Linked DNA regions of Pan troglodytes: region 1 is linked to region 2. The links are chromatin contacts, called in public HiChIP or PLAC-seq maps. All regions are on one chromosome and are shown on one strand. Each heading gives the region's core, a stretch centred on a gene start, on an enhancer-like site or on the middle of the called end of the contact. The rest is flanking DNA. Distances are from core to core; before and after follow the strand shown. Region 1 holds the start of ATL1 (atlastin GTPase 1). Region 2 holds the start of NEMF (nuclear export mediator factor).

The links. HiChIP or PLAC-seq counts read pairs in DNA pulled down with a chosen protein or histone mark.
Region 1: a contact with region 2 is called in an H3K4me3 HiChIP or PLAC-seq map of stem cell-derived excitatory neurons, with 4 times the contacts expected there. The contact joins the promoter of ATL1 here to the promoter of NEMF in region 2. A contact is called at or near these places in 1 of 7 Hi-C or Micro-C datasets (stem cell-derived neural progenitor cells) and 1 of 1 datasets of contacts at active chromatin or transcription factors (stem cell-derived excitatory neurons).

The regions. Positions count from the first base shown.
Region 1 is chr15:48,547,084-48,549,882 of NHGRI_mPanTro3-v2.0_pri, forward strand. It overlaps ATL1 (atlastin GTPase 1), which reads left to right and starts at 1,439. Exons shown (of 14, transcript XM_522849.8): 1 at 1,439-1,824. MAP4K5 (mitogen-activated protein kinase kinase kinase kinase 5) reads right to left here and starts at 1,028. Exons shown (of 31, transcript XM_063793369.1): 1 at 891-1,028. The coding sequence starts at 998.
Region 2 is chr15:47,869,069-47,871,768 of NHGRI_mPanTro3-v2.0_pri, forward strand. It overlaps NEMF (nuclear export mediator factor), which reads right to left and starts at 1,369. Exons shown (of 32, transcript XM_054666511.2): 1 at 658-1,369. The coding sequence starts at 716.

The DNA.
Region 1 (2,799 bases), core at 189-2,688, 680 kb after region 2:
AGCAAAGGAATTTGCCCTTAATATTCATAGGCTGCACTAATACTCCCTTTTTGGAACACACAACAAAAAGCATAAGGCAATCTCAATCTCTTTCCTCTGAACCATTCAAGAACTCAGCGGATTTGGGGAATTGGGTTTGCTTCTCTACAATGTTTTTTAAAATCCTAAATTAGGTGTAACTTACTCTCATCGTTTGTCTTAAGTAATACAAAACAGCACAATACAAAGACAGCAGCTCATATCCACTCTTGGTTATAGGATGTTATAAATCCCTGAAAGGAACCGCTAAAGTAAAACAAAACCCAGCAAGTTAATATCACATTTTTATCGCCAACCAAAAACAAACGATCAAACTTCCACCAGGAAAAGCATCTTTTTATATGGGATAATGCTTGCATACATGTCACCAATATTAGTTTGCTTACAGTTAAAGCTCAGAGACAGAGTTTCATATGGCTTTTTTAGTCAAACTCATCCATTGAAACAATTTTTTTTTAAAAAATGCAAATGTCTGAATGTCAATATTCTTTCCTGTCTATCTTCCATGAAGCATTTTTCCACGCTAACACTAGAGCATCCTTCGGTGTAATTCCACAGGCAGATTCAAATTCCCTTCAATACCATAAATAAGCCCTATTAAAAAGCCTTTAAACCACAAAAAAAGTGCAACAGCGGTTTGCAACTGTGTGGTTAGTTCTGCCTGTTGGTAGCGATTAGAACAAGCTATGAGTCGAGGGTGCTCAGAACCGAGTAAAAGGGACCCCGGCCGCTTTCTCCCCAAGAGGCAACAGTAAAAGCATCCTCCTCTCGCCCCAATACTTCGCAGGAAAGTGGCCCCATTCCCGGGACGCAGTCGACCGCAGGAAAAAAGCACGGCCAGCCTCACTTACCTTATAGACGTCCCCGTAGGTGCCGCTGCCGACCCTCTGGACGAGCTCGTAGTCCTGCTGCGGGTTCCGCCTCAGGATGTCCGCGGCAGGCCGCAGCGGGGCCTCCATCTTCACTTAGGGCCCGGCCCCCGCCAGCTCACCCCGCGGCTCCCGGATTCCCGCTAACAAGCACGAACGGCGCCGCTTCCCAACATGGAGCCTCCGCCCGCAGCTCCGTCTGCACGAGGGACGAGCAAAGGCTGGTTGGCGTCGCAGGCTACGACCCCCAGCGGCCGCGCCCTCGCGGCCCGGCCCCTTCCCTTCCGTCCCGCCAGGGGCCGTGGAAGAGAAAGGGGCCTGGAAGGGCCCCCGGCGCCCCGTATCCCCGTTCGGTCTGCGGCCCTTCCCCCTCCCCGGCCGCCCGCGAACTGCCCGACGAGGCCTCCCCGCCAGCCGGGGCCCAGGGCCGGCTCGGTACCTAATGGGGGCGGCCCCGTCTTTGTTGAGCGCGGAGCCCGGGACCTACTTCCTAGACCGCACCCGCGTCCTCCTCCCCCGCGCCGGCCGGCAGCTCCGGGTTTGCCGTCGCCGCCGCCGCCACTCAGCCGCTGCACGGCGCGTCCTCTCGGGGGCGGCGGAGGCGCGTACAGTCGCCGCCGCCGCCGCCGCCGCCGCACCACGTTCCCCACCCGGGGCTGCGTCACCGGGAGACACGTTCCCAGCCAGCATGGGTCGGCGCCCAGCGGCCCGCCCGAGCACTCCGGCCGCAGAACCAGAGTGCCGCCCTGAGGCCTGCTGAGAACACAACACCCTCCCGACCGCGCCACCGCGCCCCCCTAGCCGGGCGCGTCCTTGCAGGGCCTGGGCTGTCTCCCTCCCACTCTCAGAAATAAGGCACACCCCTGGGCATTCGTGGGCCAACGGGCCTTGGCTAAACCGTCCCCACATTTGTCAGGTAGGCCTGTAGGGTGACGGGTAGAGGAAGAAGGGCGATGGGAACGTAGCCCTCCAAGTTAAACACGGAAAGGGTACGTTAAGGGCACCGGGCCAGAAGTAACCTGGCAGCGGGGCGCCGGGGAAGGAGGTGGGGGAGTGCCAGGTTAACTAAGTCCCGGCACACCCTACTGCACCTTCCTGTTTTGCAAACCATTCCCGGTGGTACCAGTTTGAGGCTGCACTGCACACCTGCACAACCTGCCTTCTACTTAGTTCTTCTGAGACATTTCTGAAAGTCTGAATTCCTAGGACTGCTCAATGACCTTTGTCCCTGTTGGGCACATGCAGTGTCTCATCGCTGGTATTGCACCTTTAATGAGATCAGGAGTTCCGCAAAAGTAAAACAAAGGGGTCACAGACTGGTTCTGGTTCTACCACTTCCTCAGTATGTGCTCTGGGACAAAACAGCATATTTGGCAACATCTCGGTGTCCTTATCTGCAGCTTAAAGAGGGTAAGATTTTGCATCTGACACCCAGGAAAGTGTTTATAAAGCGTTTTACAGGATTGTAAAGGGGGTTATCGAATATAAGAGGTCTTAAAATACTTAACAATGCACAGCATATATGGAACAGGAGTTCGGGGAAGTAATTTGGCTGATATTTCACAAGCTGTTTTGCAGTTTCAGTTCCAGTCTTGCTCTGAAGGTAGAAATTAAGTTGCCAGTGTTACATTATACTGGCTAAGTTATTTCTAGAGCCTCATAGAGAATTTGAACAGAAAAGCCAGATAACACTCAGCCACTGCATTTAGTGACTGAAACATCATAAAAGAGCAAGTTGGAGATGTTGGCATGTGGCTTTGAACACCCAATTTTTAATTCTGTTCTTGAGAATTAAAATACTCCTTATTGTTGATAATTGTATAATGTATAATAAGGAGTAATTGACAATACTCTTTATTGTTGATAATTGTATAATGTAGAAATTAAATTC
Region 2 (2,700 bases), core at 119-2,618:
TTAAGAGTAACGATTTAAAAACAGAAGTGGTCTATCAGCTCTAGGAACAACACACTATAACTTGCGTCTTCCAAATGACCCAATTTTGGGGGAGAAATACAGTAAAATATAATCCAATTAATTTATTACAAAGGAGAAAAAAAAAAAGATAAAAGAGGGCCCCGAAAATATGACAAAGCTCACAGGGCTGAATAATAGAATCCAGACTAGAATCCAGATCTCAGTCCAAATCTGCTCAATCCAGCTAAAACCGCGATGCTCTCTCTCTCTCTGGGGTGAGGGGAGGGAGGTGTTCAAGAAACCAAGCCCCCGTCTGGAAACCTCTGAAGCAAACGACCACTCTGGCGTCTCGTGTTTTAACAAACGTTTCCTGCCCGACCCGGACAACCCAGGCCAACAATGCAAGAGCTTCGCGCTAGCGGGGCAAGCCAGAGAGCTGGGAGGACGCGGGGGATGGGGCACGAGGTGCCTGGGACACCCAGGGGTATCCTAAGGGTCACGGGAAAGACACCACACGCCTGTCCACTCAGGCCTAGGCAGGTCCATAGACGCACTAGGAAATAAGGAAACACATCAAGCTGGTCTGTTTGCGCCATGGGACTCCGGCCTCTGCCTCCTGCACTCCCCACACAAGCCTCGTCACTTAGGGTACTGTACCTAGCATTCAGCTCCGCGAGTACGGCGCGGAGGTCAATGGTGCTAAAGCGGCTCTTCATGGCGAGGCCCGAGGGTCACTACCGCAATTTCCTCTACTGCCCGGCCGGACTCGACGCCACTTCTCTTCCGCGCAGGCGCACTTGGCGGAGCTCTACGGCCGCGCAGAAGACCCAATATTCCTCGAGGCGAACGTATTTGTGTCGCTTTTCTGAGGATTTCGATTGTCAAGTTGCAGCTGACTCTCTTCATTGTACCAAAATTCAAATTCGAATAAAGATTCAAACTGTTCTCTTGAAGCTGCATTCCTTCCTGGAACCCTTACGGACCAGTCTGGTTACCGTGCCCCATTGTGTTTTGGGCTCAAGTCAGCCTTCATAGTGACCCCTGCTGGTCGAAACAATTTTCGAGATGATTATCAGGAGTATTTCCCCACAGGGGGGCCGTAGGGCTCAGTGTAGAAGAGCAAGGACCCCTTTCTGCGTGCTTACTTTGACATAAGATTTTGAAATGTAACGAAACGGAACTGCTTCGGTCCTTCTAAGATTATCCTCAACGATCGAGGCGAACTCTCAAAACGGAGTTCCTATTTTGATGGGTCCTGTTCTCCGAAGGAGCATTCTGCAGTTGATTACAGGATTCTCATCGAACCTCGGTCTTGGTACCCCTGAGACTCACCGCAGTACCTGGTGTACAATCGGTGCTCCATAAACACCTGGCAGCATGAATGTGCAAGTGTTTAGCTAGATAATGGTGAAATAAGATAAAAATAAAAACAAGAAGATTCCCAATGGGGGTGGGGTGGGAGGGGGGATTCACAGTGTAGTGAGGAAAATAGTCCTGTAAGAATGTAAATTCTGCATTTCTTTTGTCTTAGGATAGATGCATGGGAAGAAAGGCTACTTTATAAGGTGAGAACTCAAAAGAGGCAGGGTCTCACTATGTTGCCCAGGCTGGAGTGCAGTGGCTATTCACAGGCGCGATCCCACTACTGATCAGCACGGGAGTTTTGACCTGCTCCGTTTCCGACCTGGGCCGGTTCACCCCTCCTTAGGCAACCTGGTGGTCCCCCGCTCCCGGGAGGTCACCATATTGATGCCGAACTCAGTGCGGACACCCGATCGGCATAGCGCACTACAGCCCAGAACTCCTGAACTCAAGGGATCCTCCAGCCTCAGCCTCCCGAGTAGCTGGGACTACAGGCACGCGCCACCGCGCCCGGCGCTCGGCGTCGCTGCAAAAGAGCTGCTAGAGGCTTGCAGGCTACACATGGTAGCAACCAGAATTCCTACCACCAGAAGGCGACTCTAAACAGAAAGGGCGCCGCTGCTATTTCAGAACTGGTACCAGTAGATGCAAAAATGGCTATAGCACATACTGCACAGCATTACTGTCATACGGTACAGTAAACCATACAGAATGGCCCAAAATATGAAAGCATTGGCGAGAATGTGGAGAACAGGGAACTTTTGTATGCTGTTGATGGGAATGTAAATTAGTAGAGCCATTGTGCAAAACAGTATAAAGGCTCCTCACAAAATTAAGAATAGAATTACCATGTGATCTAGCAACAAAATCACTATCCTGAAGATATATGTTCATGTTCATTGCAGCATTATTCACAATAGCCGAGATATAGGGATAATCTACTTTTCATCAACGAATGAACGGATAATGAGTGCAAATATATATGTACACACACACACACACATACATACAGTGGAATATTAATCAGCTTTCAAAAAAGAAATAAATCTTGCTGTTTGCAACTGGCATGGATTTAACAACATGGATGAACCTGGAGGACATTATGCTAAGTGAAATAAGCCAGACATAAAAAGACAAATACTGCATGATCTCACTTATACGTGGAATCTAGAAGTTTCTCATAGAAACAGACAGCAGAAATGTGGTTTCCAGGACTTGGGATGTGGGGGAAATGGGAAGATACTGGTCAAAATGCACAAACTTTCGGTTATACGTGGAATAAGTTCTGGAGACTTAATGTACAACATGCTGATTATAGTTCATAGTAATGTACTGTAT